Regions from separate parts of the Mus musculus genome. Here region 2 is linked to region 1. A link is a contact called in public promoter capture Hi-C data. All regions are on one chromosome and are shown on one strand. The core of a region is the stretch at or near the end of the contact, and the rest is flanking DNA. Distances in the headings are between cores, read along the strand shown. Region 1 holds the start of Lats1 (large tumor suppressor). Region 2 overlaps Ust (uronyl-2-sulfotransferase).

Region 1 (7,494 bases), core at 1,583-4,082:
CAATACTCCTTTAATCCCAAAACTCCACAGGTTGAGGCAGGAGGATGCCTGTGAGTTCAAGGACAGCCTAATGTACAGTGAGTTACAGGACTAGTTGGGCTATTGCAGGAAGAACCAGTCTCAGAAACAAACAAGAACAAAGTTGTACTTTGGGCTGGATTAAGTTTATAAAGACAACCTGCTAAAATACTTGGTGAATAAAGATAGAATGTATTGGGCTGAAGAGATGGCTCAGTGGTTAAGAGCACTGACTGTTCTTTCAGAGGTCCTGAGTTCAAATCCCAGCAACCACATGGTGGCTCATACCCCTCTGTAATGAGATCTGATGCCCTCTTCTGCTGTGTCTGAAGACAGTGTACTTATATATAATAAATAAATAAACCTTTTTTTTTAAAAAAAACAGATAGAATGTATTGCTCCCTAGTAGCAGTCTTAAGTACTAAGAGGGCAACAGTGACACATCTGTCCACTGACATTTTCTCCCAATTACTTTACAGGAATTAACTGATCAAGGGGCTAAGAGATGGCTCTCAGTGGTTAAGAGCACTAGATGATCTTCCGGAGGACCTTAAATCCCAACACCCATATCAGCAGATCATAATTCTCTGTAACCCGAGTTACAGAGGCTCCAACTCCTCTTCTGACTTCAGTGGCACTAGGCACACACATGGTGCACAACATACATGTAGGTAAGACCCAGAAAATACATAAGGAGGAAGGAGCCAAAGTGAAAACTGGGGCTGGGGGCGTAGGTTGGTTTGCAGAGCACTGCTGGGCTGCACACAGCCAAGGGCTGGATGGTACGTGATTGGTGGTACGTGATTGTAATCTCAGGAGAGTAAATTAATGGTCACCCTCAGGTACAAAGGAAATCCTAGGCCAGCCTGGGCCACAAAGACCCTGTCTCAAGAACAAGTAACAAAGTGAAAACTGCTGAGTGAAATGGCAACTTAGTGAGATCTGTCTCAAAGAAAAAAGGGTGGGTAGAGGGCTTCCTTACCACCCATCTATAAGGCCCTACCCACATACAGTGCTCAGTATGAGAAGAACAAATGGAAACTATCACTTACATTTTTATATTGATACTGAATAATTGTCATTTCTACTTGATAGTATGTATCACTAAACTTTTGTGATATACAAAAGTCATGTAAATATCACATCTAAATGAAATTAATAATCACAGTAGGAACCTCTCAAGATTATATGTATATAGAACAAAGACTAGCATGAAAAACAGAAACTTAAATGATGAAAATAAAGCCAAATATCATACACACAGTTTAGGAGAAAAAAAAGACTTCTGTGAAGAGTCTCAAGTCATAATCAATAATCAGGCACAGAAAGAGAGCGCCTTTTCCAGCCTGTGCCACTATCTAGTTTATTGCAATAACAGCCTATAAGAGAAACACAGATTCCTCGCCTGCCTGCCTGTCTGCCTGCCTGCCTGCCTTGGAGAATCACCTCAACCATATTACCTACCTGACTACTCACTAGGTAAGAGAAAACTTTAGTTAAGGTAATAAAAACTAAAGATATCTTAGAAGAGAGTCATACCTCATGGAGAAAATTTGATTTTAAAGGACTAAAAACCTTAACATTAGCGGGGCATGGTGGCTCACAGCCCAACCCCAGAGGCGGGCAGATCTTTTTGAGTTCCAGGTCAGCATGGTCTACATATTGAGTCCCAGGCTAAGGAATACATTGTGAGACCCTGTCTTAAGAAAAGTATAATAACCTTCAATAAATAATCCATAAACTTCTGACAACCTTCATGCCAGGCATTTGGGCTAATTTCCAAACCTTGAGTGATACCATATTGTGTGAGACTGTACTTACTGCTCATCTGACTTGTAACTTCTAGTGAATACACATATTTTAAAAAGTCATATTTACAAATGGAGACAAATATTTTAACCTCGTTCCCTTAGAAAAGTGATTTTCCAACTGCATTAGTGGGAGAATTGGGATAAGTCATCGGAGAGTTATTCTTTCCTTCGCTTCGACTTTTTTCCCCAGGTACAATAAACAATCTTCCCTTACTGTCTTTCCTTCGTTTTCCAGTACTTAAAAAGCACCCGAACAAGTGACACGTCTCTCCCACCCCCTGCCACTAAGCGGTGAGCTAACAAATTGCAGCGAGCTGGAGAGGTTCCCAGGACTGCTTCAAAGGTGGACCCCGACGGGAGGCCCGCTGCGAGGCCAAAGAAGTGAGGCCGGTTTGGTGCAACCTTGCGTGAAAAAAACCACCTTTCGCTCCTCTCCCCTCTAAAGCGGGGAGGGGTGGCTGTCGTCCCGAGCCCCCGCCCGCTCTTCCCAGGCCAGCTCGCACCTCGGAGGCCTCAGTGCCCCCGGGCTCTCCCTGCGGCGCCGGGTGCGGCCAACCTCCGCTTCCCCAGGGCAGGGCTCGGCTCCGGTCAGCGCAATCAGCCCCAGTCAGGCCCAGACCCGGCCGGCTCAGCCCGCCTGGCCACCGCGGCCCCTGGACCCCCGCCAGCGGGGATGGGCGTGGGCCCGGCCGGCCACCGCCCCGCCGACAGGGACTCCCGAGGAGCGCGAGCCCCACCCGCGGCGCCGGCTCCGGACCTACCTGCAGGGGACGGTGAGGCTTCTGGACAGCCGCTGCGGGCCCGAGGGCCGGCGCCGCGGCGGCCCGGAGCCCGTCCCCCAGGGCCCCTAGCGTCGCTCCGGGTTCGGGATGGGGCAGGGCGGGGACACACGCCGGGGGGCTGCGGCCGGCCAGCGCGGCCCGACGCGGGGTCGCGAGGACCTGGCTCTCCCCTCAGCACCAGGCCATCGCTGCCGCCGCCATTTTGCCTTCCACTCCGTGTCGCCGCCGCCGCCGTCCGCCGCGGGTTTCCCGGATGTGGGCATTTCCCGGCGTCGCTTGCGCGGGGGCCGAGGACTGGGGGCTTCAGGCCGCCCCGCTGGGCCCCGGAGCTAGCGCTCCGTTTGTGGCCTCCCGACCGAGACTCGCTCGCCCGCTTCCCCGAGCCGGGGTGAGTGTGGCCCAGAGAGTGGAGTCTGTACCACCACGTTCTGGCTCCGCACGGAGACGCGGGCGCGTCGCGGCGAGCGTGGGTCGCACCAGGAAAGGGCGGTGAACGGCGCTCCGAGACCGCGGACGTCACGAGGCAAGATGTCTAGAGCTTGAATAAAACTCGAGTCTTCCAGAGCTGGGAGCGAATGTGGTTTTGGAACTAGCCAGATGGAGTGTTCTTGAAACTGGACCTGTGGATTTGCAGAGTTCGGTCCAGCGGATCTGCAGGAGAGGTCATTGTAGCCATAACGAGTAACGGGGCCGCTGTCAGAAGTTCTGTTTCTCTTGAAATTGAATCTGCTGTTCGGGATGCATCACTGACTTTGGTCTTTTAATGCATTGTTCTCTTTTGCGGGGGATTAGGTCCACGTAGAGGATCTCTAGGCCGCAGCGTGTGTGCCAAAACTCCCATTCTCCTACCCCACTCCACCTTTCCTAGTGCTGAGAATCTAAATGGTGCCAACCAACACTGGGCTGTCTATCACCTGTAAATATGAACACAGTCCCCAGTTTTGCTGGTAGGTAATACATGCAATTATTTTTTTTTTCAGATACTCTATTTTGTGTTAGACCAAAAAAGTAAAAACGTTGACATCCCAGTGTAACCAGGAATTGAACCATGCTATGCCAGTGCTCTACCACTGAGCTATATCCTCAGAACATTTTATAGTTTTCATTGAGACTGGGCCTCACTGTTATCCGGACTGGCTTTGAACTTGTGATCCTTCAGCCTCAGTCTTAAAGGTAGCTGAGATAACAAGCCTGCTCCATGAAGCCCAGTTCTGCTTTTTTCTGAGGTACTGTATCCAAAAGTTCAACTATGAAAACCTCAGATGGTCAAATTTAGATGACAAGGGAATATTTTAATGTAGTCGCTGCCACTGCTTTAGCTCTGTCGTCATAGTAAAAATCCCTAATGTGGCTTCAGCCCCACTATGCTGTTGGGATCGTCCTACAAATCAAGGTCCCTACCTTGTGCTTTGGTAGGTAGGTACAATTTTAAGACGTGTAATTCAATGGACTATGTCTGCTAATTTGAACCATTAAAAATATTTTAAGCACAGAGAGCTGGAGCTGCTTCTTGAGAGGGCTAAGTCACCGCACAAGCCAGGGTGCAGTGAAAAGACCCTTGGGAAAGAAGCAGAGGAGCGGAGGCCAGGCCAGGCCAGGGCCTAAACTCAGGCCTCCAACCTGGAGCTAAGTCTGGGAGAGCACCAGCATTACCAACTTTGCAATGATGAGATGCAGTTATTGTGTAATACTTCCAACTTTTAAAAATCAGAATTACCTTTGGGACACTTTTTATATTAGGTCATTCTTTTTTAGATGTTAGAAAACTATCTAGAATGTATATTGTTCACAAGCATTGATGTGAAAACATTTGTTTTTGGAAATAAATGCATTGAAGGATGCATTGAAAAGCTGGGGAATCTTGGCATATGATCTAGGTAGTTTTCAAGAGGCAAAGCCAACATTTGCCATCTTTGAAATAGCTGAACCTCATATCGCCCTGTGTGCACAGCATCCTACCATATACCTGTTTCCTGTTGGCTAGTTTTGTGTTTGAATGTGTGTGCCACGGGTGCCTGGTGCCTCCGAAGGGCAAAGGAGGATGTCAGATCCCCAGGAACTAGAGGTACAGATGGCTGAGTCACCATGTGGATGCTGGGGACTGAACCTGGGTCTTCTGCAAGACTAGCGGGTGCTTTTCTTTTGTGTTGTTTTTGTTTTTCCAGAAAGGGTTTCTCTGTGTAGCTCTTGCTGCATTGGGACTTTGCTCCATAGACCAGAGGCTGGCCTTGAATTCACAGATCCACCTACCTACCTACCTCTGCCTTCCAAGTGCTGATTAAATTAAGGTCTACCAAGGCCCAGCTAAATAGCAAGTGCTCTTAATAACCACTGAGCTATCTCTAGCCCCTGGCTATATGGTTGGTTTTAATTCACAAAATTCTACTTGGATTCTACACTGTTTATTTTGTAGAAGTGTTAAGTTAAATGAAGGCATGTATTAAACAGCACTGGGACCCTCTGATGCTCTCAAGATTTTTTGTCATCAGTCATTGATCAGATTCTAATAAGTGTTGGGGGAGGAAGCAAGCAGCAAGCCAACATTGGGCACTGACATTAACAAACAGTTTATTGTTTCCTTACAAATGCCACTTTCTGGTGATAAAATTTTGATAACTAGGTTTTTTCACTTTCATGAAAATAGTTGTCTGGTAACATAAATGGCTTCTGCATCAGTTCCACAAACAAGACAGGGACCTAAAACATCCAAACTGTTTACAGACAGAGTCCTGCTGGGAAGCAAGCTTGTGATTTCAATTCGGTCTTTGGCAGGGTCTGTGCTGAGCCAGGAACTTACTAGAGACTGGTGAACACCGGCCTGGTTACTTAAGCTATGTGACAGGAAAGTACTACTTCTTCCTCCTGTGAGAAGAAAAGAGAAGGAAAGAAATGTTAAGACTGTCTTATGAGACACCATGTCCAAGGCAGTTTATAATGGGAAATGTTTACTGGGGCTCAGGGCTTGTTGTGCTTAGAGTCCATGAGGGAGCATGACAGCAGTCAGGCCCTGGAGCAGCAGCTCAGAGTTTATGTCCTGATCCAGACTGGAGACAGAGACACTGGAGAATGGCATTGGCTTTGGAAACCTGTGAGCCCCACCCCTTCCCACAAGGCCACACCTCCTAACCCTTCCAAACAGTTCTACCAACTGGGGACCAATCATTCAAATATTAGCGTATGGGCTCATTCATATTCTCATTCAAACCACAAGGCTGACTCTGTACCACTAAATATAAAGCTGCTATTGATATTTCAAAATCAACTTAATTTACTGTTAAAGCAGGCTGAAGTGGGAGGGGCGTGAATAAGCACAGATAATGAAAAGAATTCTATTATCATGTCATCTTTTTTTGTTTTGTTCTTTGAAATGCCTCTGCCTCCCAAGTGCTGGGTTAAAGGCATGCACTACCACATTCAGTTTTTATCAGACCATCTTATATATTTTTAAAAGATTATTTATTTATTTATTTAATGTAAGTACACTGTAGCTGTCTTTAGACACTCTAGAAGATGGAGTCAAATCTCATTACGGATGGTTGTGAGCCACCATGCAGTTGCTGAGATTTGAACTCCGGACCTTCGGAAGAGCAGTCGGGTGCTCTTACCCACTGAGCCATCTCACCAGCCCTTACATTTTTTATTACACCTATTTATTGTGTGTGCATGCACAATACACACAGCCACAGCACACATGTGGAGGTCAGAAGGTGTCCTGTAGGAATCAGTTTTCTCCTCCTCCACTTGAGTCCTGCCAATCAAACTCCGTTGTCAAGTTTGGTAGCAGTGCTTTTACCTACTGAAAGTCACCCTTATTCAGTGCCAGTAAGCACTCAACATTTGAAGGGAGAGTATGGGTAGGTACCACATCTGTAGTCTTGGGGAAAAGCAGGAATGTAGGTGTTCTGCATCTTTGCTTATTGTTTTAATGGAAAGTTTAATGGAAAGAGAGGTACCATAAACAACCAAATGTAAGGAAAGAAGAACCCAAAATGTACACAGAGATACAAGTTCCTCACTTGGGAGGTAGAGGACCTTTGAGTACAATGTCAGCCTGGGCTACCTAGTGAGTTCCAGGACAGCCAGGACTCCATAAAGAGAACCTGTCTCAACAAACAAACAAAATATAAGTTCCTAGTTCATGCGAATGAACTTCCAGGGCCCAAGAGATGGCTTAGCTGTTAAGAACACATGCTATTCTTACAAAGGACCTGGGTTCAGTTCCCAGTACCCAAGACAGACAGATGGCTTACAACCACCTGTAACTCCAGCTTCAGGGGATCTGATGTGGCCTCAGCTGCCAACTACACTTATATACACATTGACGAATATAAACATGCAAAAAACATAATTAAAAATTAAATGAGTCTTTCCTTTTGCATTCGCCCTTGGTTGTTTTATTTTGTATGTATGGGTGTTTTGCCTGCATGTATGTCTATTTCATGTGTGTGCCTGGTGCCTGGAGACTGGAGGAAGGCATTGGATCCCCTAAAACTGGAATTACAGATGGTTGTGACCTATCATGTTGATAGTGTGAATTGAAACAGGGTCCTTTAGAGGAGCAGCCAGTGCTCTTCTTAACTGTTGAACCAACTCTCCAGCCCCTCCTCCCCCTCTCTTGTTTTGTTTTTTGGAAACGGTCTCATGTAGCCCTGGCTGGCCTTAAACTCTATATATAGCTTAGAATGGCCTTACATTGATGATCCTGCCTGCAGCTCTCAACTGCTGAGACTACACTCTCTCTAGGCCTATCTTGCCCTTTTTCTTTATCCATCTGGTCTGCTTACTCTTCTACACAATAATTTTGTGTATTCTGCCCAATTATTTCCTGTCTTATTCCAATTATTTCCTGTCTTATTATGGTCAGTGTTCTTAACTCCTGAGAA
Region 2 (7,392 bases), core at 297-2,796, 560 kb before region 1:
TTAAAGAAAAAAAAATCCAACAGAATTAAAACAAATACTGAATGAATGCTTGGTTTCTATATAACCAAAGTCATTCTTGAAGTCTGGAGAGATGGCTCAGTAGTTAAGAGCACTGAGTGCTCTTCCAGAGGTTCAGAGTTCAAGTCCCAGCAACTACACGGTGGTGTACAACCATCTGTGATGGGATCCGATGCCCTCTTCTGGTGTGTACTTATAAAATAAATGAATAATAATTATTTTTTAAAAGTCATTCTTATGAAAGAGTGCTAACCTGAGCCAGGAAGCTCTCCTGGCATATTCTCTGCCCTGGGTCAGATGTGTAGCCTGAACAGTGACATTCTTACTGTGTGACCTTCAGGGTTTGTCTCGCTGAGATCTAAGGTCTCATGCGGTGTGCTTTTGAGCTCCTTGTTCAGCCCCCAGTTCCCACAGTCCTCTCGTAGTCCTGGGTAGTCCACAGTGCCTTTTGTGTGGTGATGGAGATCATCCATCTGTATCTGCAGCCTAGAGAGGGCTCACTGTCCAGAATTCTATCTTCCTTGGGGCTGCTGCTACCAGGGTGATCAAGGCAAAGATCTCCCTGCTGGTCATTTCTAGTCTTCATTCTCCATGCCATCTGTGTTTATCGTGGTGGTTAACTAAAGGTTGTCAGAAGGCATGGTCACTTATTAGCAGTATGGCCATGGCAAGGTACCCACCTGAAGCCTCAGCCTTCCCCGTCTGTATAATGTGCATAAATGTTACCTATCTTAAAGGGGCAGAATCCATAGTCCTTAAGATATATTGAGCATTCAGTGATGAGCTATCATCAGGCATAGCTGTGAAAAAACATGACTTTAGATTTCGCTGTAATCTCTATAGCCAGAAAAGGAGGGAAGCGTGAAGGAAGGCAGAAGATGAGGTGTGTGTGTGTGTGTGTGTGTGTGTGAGAGAGAGAGAGAGAGAGAGAGAGAGAGAGAGAGAGAGAGAGAGAGAGGTGGGACGAGCAAATGGGCAAGACTAAGAGAAGAGGAAAGGAGGAGTGTCATCTTAGCTCATCAGTTACAGCTGATCTGTGACTATGGCCCTTCTGCCGTGAAGACATTACACTTCTCTATTTCTGTCTTAGGAGAAGGGGAAGCATTCTCTTCCGGGGAATTTTGTGTTTCTCAAGGGAGACCCTTAACTGGAAACACTGCCACACTGACATGCCTGATCAGCAGATAAAGAGCACATATCATCCAAGTCAGTAGGAACTTGCTTAAACTGTCTGAATTCTTACCAGAAATGTCCGAGAGTTAGGACTTTGAAATGAAGTCCACCATTGAGATTTGACTCGGGACCAGTTCCCCTTAACTGGTGCTGAATTTTGGGTCTTGCGGTGTACCTGCCATTTAATAGATAATGCATGCCCAAATGCAAATATTTATTACAATGATGATGATTTTAATGAAGGGAGATTCACGGTTTCTGTCTTGCTAGTTTGTTTTCCATAGCCAAACATCCATCAGAATGTTAAGGCACTGTTAGCCTTTCTCCAGCAGGGGGCAGCATTGCTCTATTTTCTCCAGGAGATACCCATGGTTTCCAGTCAAAACTCAGCCCCTGCAGAGCAGAGGAATCATCCTTACTGTCTGAACATAGATATGCGAGCCCAGTTCAAACAACCTGAAATTTCACTAACTTTAGACATCTAACTTGCATTTTATGGGAGCCACTGGTATTGGAGGTGTAGGAGTTCACAATCAAATATGTTCATCTCCAGTTAGTCTCTATGTGATGTTTATGCACACATGTATATGTACTGTTAGTTCAGAACACACCTATCTACAATTCTAAAATACCCATATTAAACAGGTGCTGCCTTTCATCTTTCATTTCCATTTTTATTTCATATTTTCTATTGTTGCTGACCTAAAACAAAAGCTTTGAAAATTCCTGGAACCTTAAAGTAATTTAATAATGCCAGAAGAAATTAATATAACTTCAGAAGCCAATGAAGTTCTTTAGATAATTATCATTGCTGATAGTATGACCCCTCTCTTCTCATGCTTCATCTCCTATCCATAGTCTCCAGATAGTTTTCACTAGCTCAGTCCTAAGCTCAGATTCTAATAATATTAACAGTGGATCACATGTGGGTATGTATGTGTGCGTATTTGTGTGTCTCTGTGTGTGTCTTTGTATGTGTCTGTGTATCTGTGTATGTCTGTATGTGACTATGTATGTATGTGTGTCTGTGCATGTGTATGTCTATATATGAGTGTATGTGTATTTATGAAATCTGTGTGACTGTGTATGTACGTGTGTGCGTGTGTATGTCTGTGAGTCTGTGTGTGTGAATGCCTATGTATGGGTCTCTGTGTGTTTGTCTATATATGAATGTGTGTGTATGTCTATCTGTATGTGTCTCTGTGTGTGTCTATATGAGTGTATATGTCTGTGTATATGTGTATCCTTTTGTGTATATATATATATCTGTGTCTACGTGTGTCTATGTGTACCTATCCAAGCTCAAACAAGCAGACTCATGATCTATCCTTTCTTGAGTATGGTCCTGGATCACAAACCTGCCACAGCGTCTAAAGAGGGGTCATGTGCATCGAATTTCAGAAGCTCACACAGCTCCACATAGCCAGCCTTGCTGGGTTTTGAGTGAATCCTCTAAGGTGAGGAAGCAAATCTTCTTTCCCTTTCCTAAACAAGGATCCTGGCTTTAAAGGGGCCGTAACCCTCGCCCAGTCAGCGAGTCCCATGTACAGTGCTACGACCCCAAGTAACAGAGGTGACATTCAAGCCTGAGTTCCCAGAACCACCACAAAACACCACAAAGCCGAGTCCTTCTAAAAAATCCTCCTCACCATCACGGGCTCATGGTTGTTACGCGTTCACGGTGTGTTTCCACTGAAGGCGAAAGCTTGAAGACAAGATCTGTAAATGGTCGCAGTCAAAGTAAAGTTTATGCAAGAAAACCACAAGGAAATCATAAGGTCTGAGGGTATAGTTACCTGGCAGCATGAAGCCATGGGTTCGAGTCCTAATACTGGAAGAAAAGTAAACAAGAAAGAAATGTCCACAGGTCACCTCTGGTTAAGCCACTTTGAAAATGTGGCACCTTCTGATGGCCGAGGGAGATAGAGGGAAGTTCTAGATCCTAGGTACAACCGATGACGCATCAGTGGCTGTGGGGCAAAGTGGAAAATTCCACTGCCTGGAAGAGCTTCTCTGCCTTTGCTCTCAGAAGCCTGGAGTGCTATATTTAGAGAATAGATTCCTGCAAGGGCTGATGGGACCCTGTAACTGCAGCCTGGCACCCCAATACAGCTTATAGGACTGTTATCTTATGTGCCTGCAGTCTCTATGCATATGTTAGGAAAGCTTAGATGAGAGCCTAACTCGGGCACACACATACACACACACACACACACACACACACACACACACACACACACACCACACTGGGGCTGGGGGGGGGAAGGCAAGTTTCCTCTCTCTGTGTGTTTTATCTGCTTCCTCTTGTTGCTTGTTTTATTGGAAATAGCACCGACCATGACTATATTGTTTTCAAACCTAGTTTTCATTTGCTTGTCTGCTGCTCTTGCTTTAAGGCCGTTCTTCCTCTAGGTTAGAGTGTCTTCTGTGAGGTGTCTCTACAGTGATGGCGACACAGAGGACTCAGCTGAGAACATTGATTTTTCTAATAATATTGAACACGTTAAACATGTGTAGATATAAATCTAGATATCTGAATTCTGCCAGCCCTGGGACAGGGTGGTGTGAAAAATAAACCAAGTACAATAGCATCCCTTAGTCTGGAGTCACATGACTCCAGTAGGGGTATTCAGGCCCTGGCTTAAAGGTTGTGTAGGAGTTTGTCACATGGGTGTGGAAGCCTTCATGGTATGCAAAACAGAGCAGGTTACTGCAGCCTGCAGCGGCTCATGCCTGCTGGTCCTGACTCCCCGAGTTGAGCCCAGAGTCCTCTCAGGTTCAGTGACACTTCTCTTTGCCTCAGTCTGTACAAGGCCACAGCATCTACCCTTCCTGTGATGTAACATAGACCCATGTCATCCACACCAGTCTCGGGTGTGCTGCCCTGCCCGCTTCCTATCCTGACTGGAGAGGCTCTCGCTTCCTTTCAGTGCTTGGGGGCAATTCCCAGTCTTGAGCTTTTGCACCCAAAGTTCTTCTCCCTCGATGTCCTTCCAGCTTCTCTGCCTGCACCCATCAGTTTCTGTGGGCCTGGCAGTGACTTCTGGGATTTCCCTCTCCTCCTCTAGACGCCAGCCAACGACCTCCAAAATTGCCATGCCCAGTGGTGAGGGAATTGAGGATTCCCTAGCTGCTCCCATCCCTCCCTGGCCTGGTCCTCTAGAAACCCTGGGATCCTCTTCTTAGACCACTTTCTTCTAACCCATCCTTCATCCCTGGGCCTTGATCTTTTCTGGGTCCCAATTTTCCCTTACAGAGAACCCCAAATGCACACTCCACCATACCTTCCAAATTTGCAGTGTTCTGGGAAAGTTTCCCCGTTTATGAGTCGTTTCCCCTAATGAAAGCTGTCTAATGGCAGAGAAGTGGAGGAGATAGCAGCCATCTGTGTTCTGAGGTTATTTTCCTCTGCTTTAGAATGTAATGGCTTCCACCCCAAGTTGTTTTCAATCACACTGACAGTCGCATGCTTTGCACTGCGTGAGATGATGACCAAGGGATGACTTTATACCTCATACGTTACAATTGTAGACTTCCCTGCTCATTTACAAAGCTGCCCCACTTCTAAAGCATGAGCCAAGATTAGACCTGACCCTGGAGATGGGCAGCTGATATTAATAAGGCCTTCCTAGTCTTCTACCATTCATGGCCTATGCCACAATGCCTCTACCCACCCAGGATGCAGATGGGGCTCTTGACAGAGAACTTGAGGACTGTCTCTGTACTCTGGGCTGTGGCTTTACCCCCTTCACTGGCTCTGCATAGAGATCACATCCAAGCACAGAGGAATGGGGGAGAGGCAGCACATAGCCCAGGCGAGGAGTGGGTGGTGCAGCTCTCTAACCCATTTTTGTCTGACTCAGCGCTGTACAGCCGAATGTTCTAATTTTTTCTAGCCAAATCTTTTTCAAGTAGACATTTCATTTCTTGGTCTGTGTTTTTGTAGGCCCTCAGAAGTTTCTGTCGGGCTACGATGCCCTAGTTTGTCTAGTGTTACAAAGTTGTCTAGTAGCAAACTGTAAAAGGGTACAGTAAAAAAAAAAAAAAGTCAGACACTGGCATTACCATCTGCCAAGTGGTGCCATGTGGACCGTGTCTAGTGCATTCATCTCTTCTCCACAAACCTACGGAGAAATCCAGTGTGACCCTGATGGTGAGGAGACAGTGGGAGTTTAGGCTGCTCACCTCCACGTTTGGTCAAGCAGACATGACCGGGACCGCGTATCAAAGCACAGATTCCTGGAGTCTTTGTTTGTCTGTCTGTCTGTTTGTTTGTTATTTTATTTATGAATACACTGGAGCTGTCTTTAAGACACACCAGAAGAGGGCATCGGATCCCATTACAGATGGTTGGGAGCCACTATATGGTTGCTGGGAATTGAACTCAGGACCTCTGGAAGAGCAGTCGTTGCTCTTGGAGTCTTACCTTGTTTTTAACTGTTCATTAAAGTGAACTAAGACCCTTAGATAAGACCCAATATATTCAAAAAAGATGTGCACCAGGAATTGGCCTTTACTGTTCCAATCTCCGTTCAGTCTCAGCTCTGTAGGCTGCTAGCCACCGTGAGTGTGGTTATGTGGGTCTTCCAAACACCGTGCCATTTATTGCTAGTGTGCACAGGATATTACCTCTTAAGTGATTACACAAGACGTTATTTAGTTCTTTTATTTCATCACTTTTTCCTCTACTTCTCCCCCTACCCCCTGCTCTCCTAATACGATAGGCATTTTGGCCTCACTGCCGGGGTTCGCTGACAACCCACTCGGTATATCACAGTTACTCACTAGTATTTCACAGTTATGTTTGACTTCTAGCAGCAGATATTGCTTTTTCTGGAATTAATTAATGTCTTTCTTTAAAAAAAAATACTGAGATTTGTTTTTACTTATCAAGTCTTGATGTTACATCAATATTATTTTAATATCATTTCAGTGTTATCGGATGTTAGTTCTCCCTCCCCCTACACCCCACCTCCGGCTCAGAGTTGCTCACCTCTTGCTAAAGCTTGAGCTCATGTCTTGGAAGCTCCTGCACAGCTCTGCTCTGTCACTTTCAGTGTGTGTGTGTGTGTGTGTGTGTGTGTGTGTGAGAGAGAGAGAGAGAGAGAGAGAGAGAGAGAGAGAGAGAGAGAGAATGAGAGAGAGAGATCTTGTCTCCTATTCCCTGTGGACCCTGGCTTTGACTTGATATTTCATCCTACTGTAAGGTGTCCCTGCGTTACCTCCTAATACAAGGCACATGGTGGAGTCTGGGGTGTCCTGCCCCATGTTCCACTACTGTAACAGAATATCATAAAAACTACAGGTTTGCTGGGCTTGTGGTTCTAGAGGGTTGGACGTCCTAGGCCTTGTCGGTTGAGGGAAACCTTGCCGCAAGGCAGAAAGGATCAGGAGGTGGGGGGAGGGGAGTGATTTGAATAAGAATGGCTGGCACTGTTTAGGAAGGATTAAGAGGTGTGGCCTTGAAGTTAGTATGTCACTGGGGGTAGGCTTTCAGGTTTCAAAAATCTCTCACTCTCTCCCTTTCTTTCTTCCTCCCTCCTTGCCTCCCTCTCTGTCTGTCACTCTTTTGCTCTCTCTCTCCCTGTGTCTGTCTTTCTCTCTCTCTCTCACTCGCACACACAATCTCTCTCTCTCTCTGCCTGTCTCTCACACTCTCACTCTCTTGCACGTGCTCTGTGTGTTTCTCTGTCTCTCTCTTTCTTGCTCCTTCACTCACTCACTCTTCTGCTCTCTTGCTCTCTCTCTCTTTCTCTCTCTCTGCTTCTGTCTCTCTGTCTCTCCTGCTCTCTTGCTCTCTCATCTTTCTCTGTCTCTGTCTCTCCCTCTTGCTCCCCCTCTTTCTTCTCCTCCCTCTCCCTTTCTCCCTTTTTCCTGCTCTCGCTCTTCTGCCTGCAGATCAGTATCTCTCAGCTACTGCTCCAGCGCCGTTCATGCTACCATGCTCTCCACCATGATAAGAATGGACTACACCTCTAAAACTGCAAACAATCCTCCCAGTTAAATGCTTTCTCTTATAAGAGTTGCTTTGGTCCTGGTGTCTCTTCACAGCAATACAACAGTGACTAAGACAGGGAGGAAGGGGCCCGGTGTCCTCTGATTTATAGGGAGCCATTTGCCAACCTTGCTTTTACTCCCCAAATGATGGCATTAATCTCTCCTCCTGACCTAATAATTTCTCAAGGCCTGCTCCTAGTGGCA

What was found. Promoter capture Hi-C pulls out the DNA fragments that hold promoters and counts their contacts.
Region 2: a contact with region 1 is called in a promoter capture Hi-C map of the HPC-7 cell line, with 4 times the contacts expected there. The contact joins the enhancer-like site here to the promoter of Lats1 in region 1. A contact is called at or near these places in 2 of 39 promoter capture datasets (the HPC-7 cell line and pre-B cells), 1 of 15 datasets of contacts at CTCF or cohesin (large pre-B cells), 3 of 115 datasets of contacts at active chromatin or transcription factors (bone marrow-derived macrophages and large pre-B cells) and 2 of 9 other capture datasets (liver and macrophages).

The regions. Positions count from the first base shown.
Region 1 is chr10:7,676,547-7,684,040 of GRCm38.p6, reverse strand. Lats1 (large tumor suppressor) reads right to left here and starts at 2,832. Exons shown (of 8, transcript NM_010690.1): 1 at 2,591-2,832. It overlaps Nup43 (nucleoporin 43), which reads right to left. Exons shown (of 8, transcript NM_145706.2): 8 at 5,155-5,473. The coding sequence ends at 5,244. It also overlaps a transcript of Pcmt1 not described here.
Region 2 is chr10:8,234,590-8,241,981 of GRCm38.p6, reverse strand. All of the region lies in intron 7 of Ust (uronyl-2-sulfotransferase), which reads left to right. The region is part of intron 2 of 4930573G07Rik (a long non-coding RNA gene); the gene reads right to left. Among named protein-coding and RNA genes, the nearest start is that of 4930573G07Rik, 29 kb to the right of the region's middle. Within about 2 kb of position 1,546, at least 13 of the 459 cell types and tissues checked have an H3K27ac peak or open chromatin away from gene starts, as enhancers often do. A contact at or near this core is called in the HPC-7 cell line and bone marrow-derived macrophages, where this site is marked.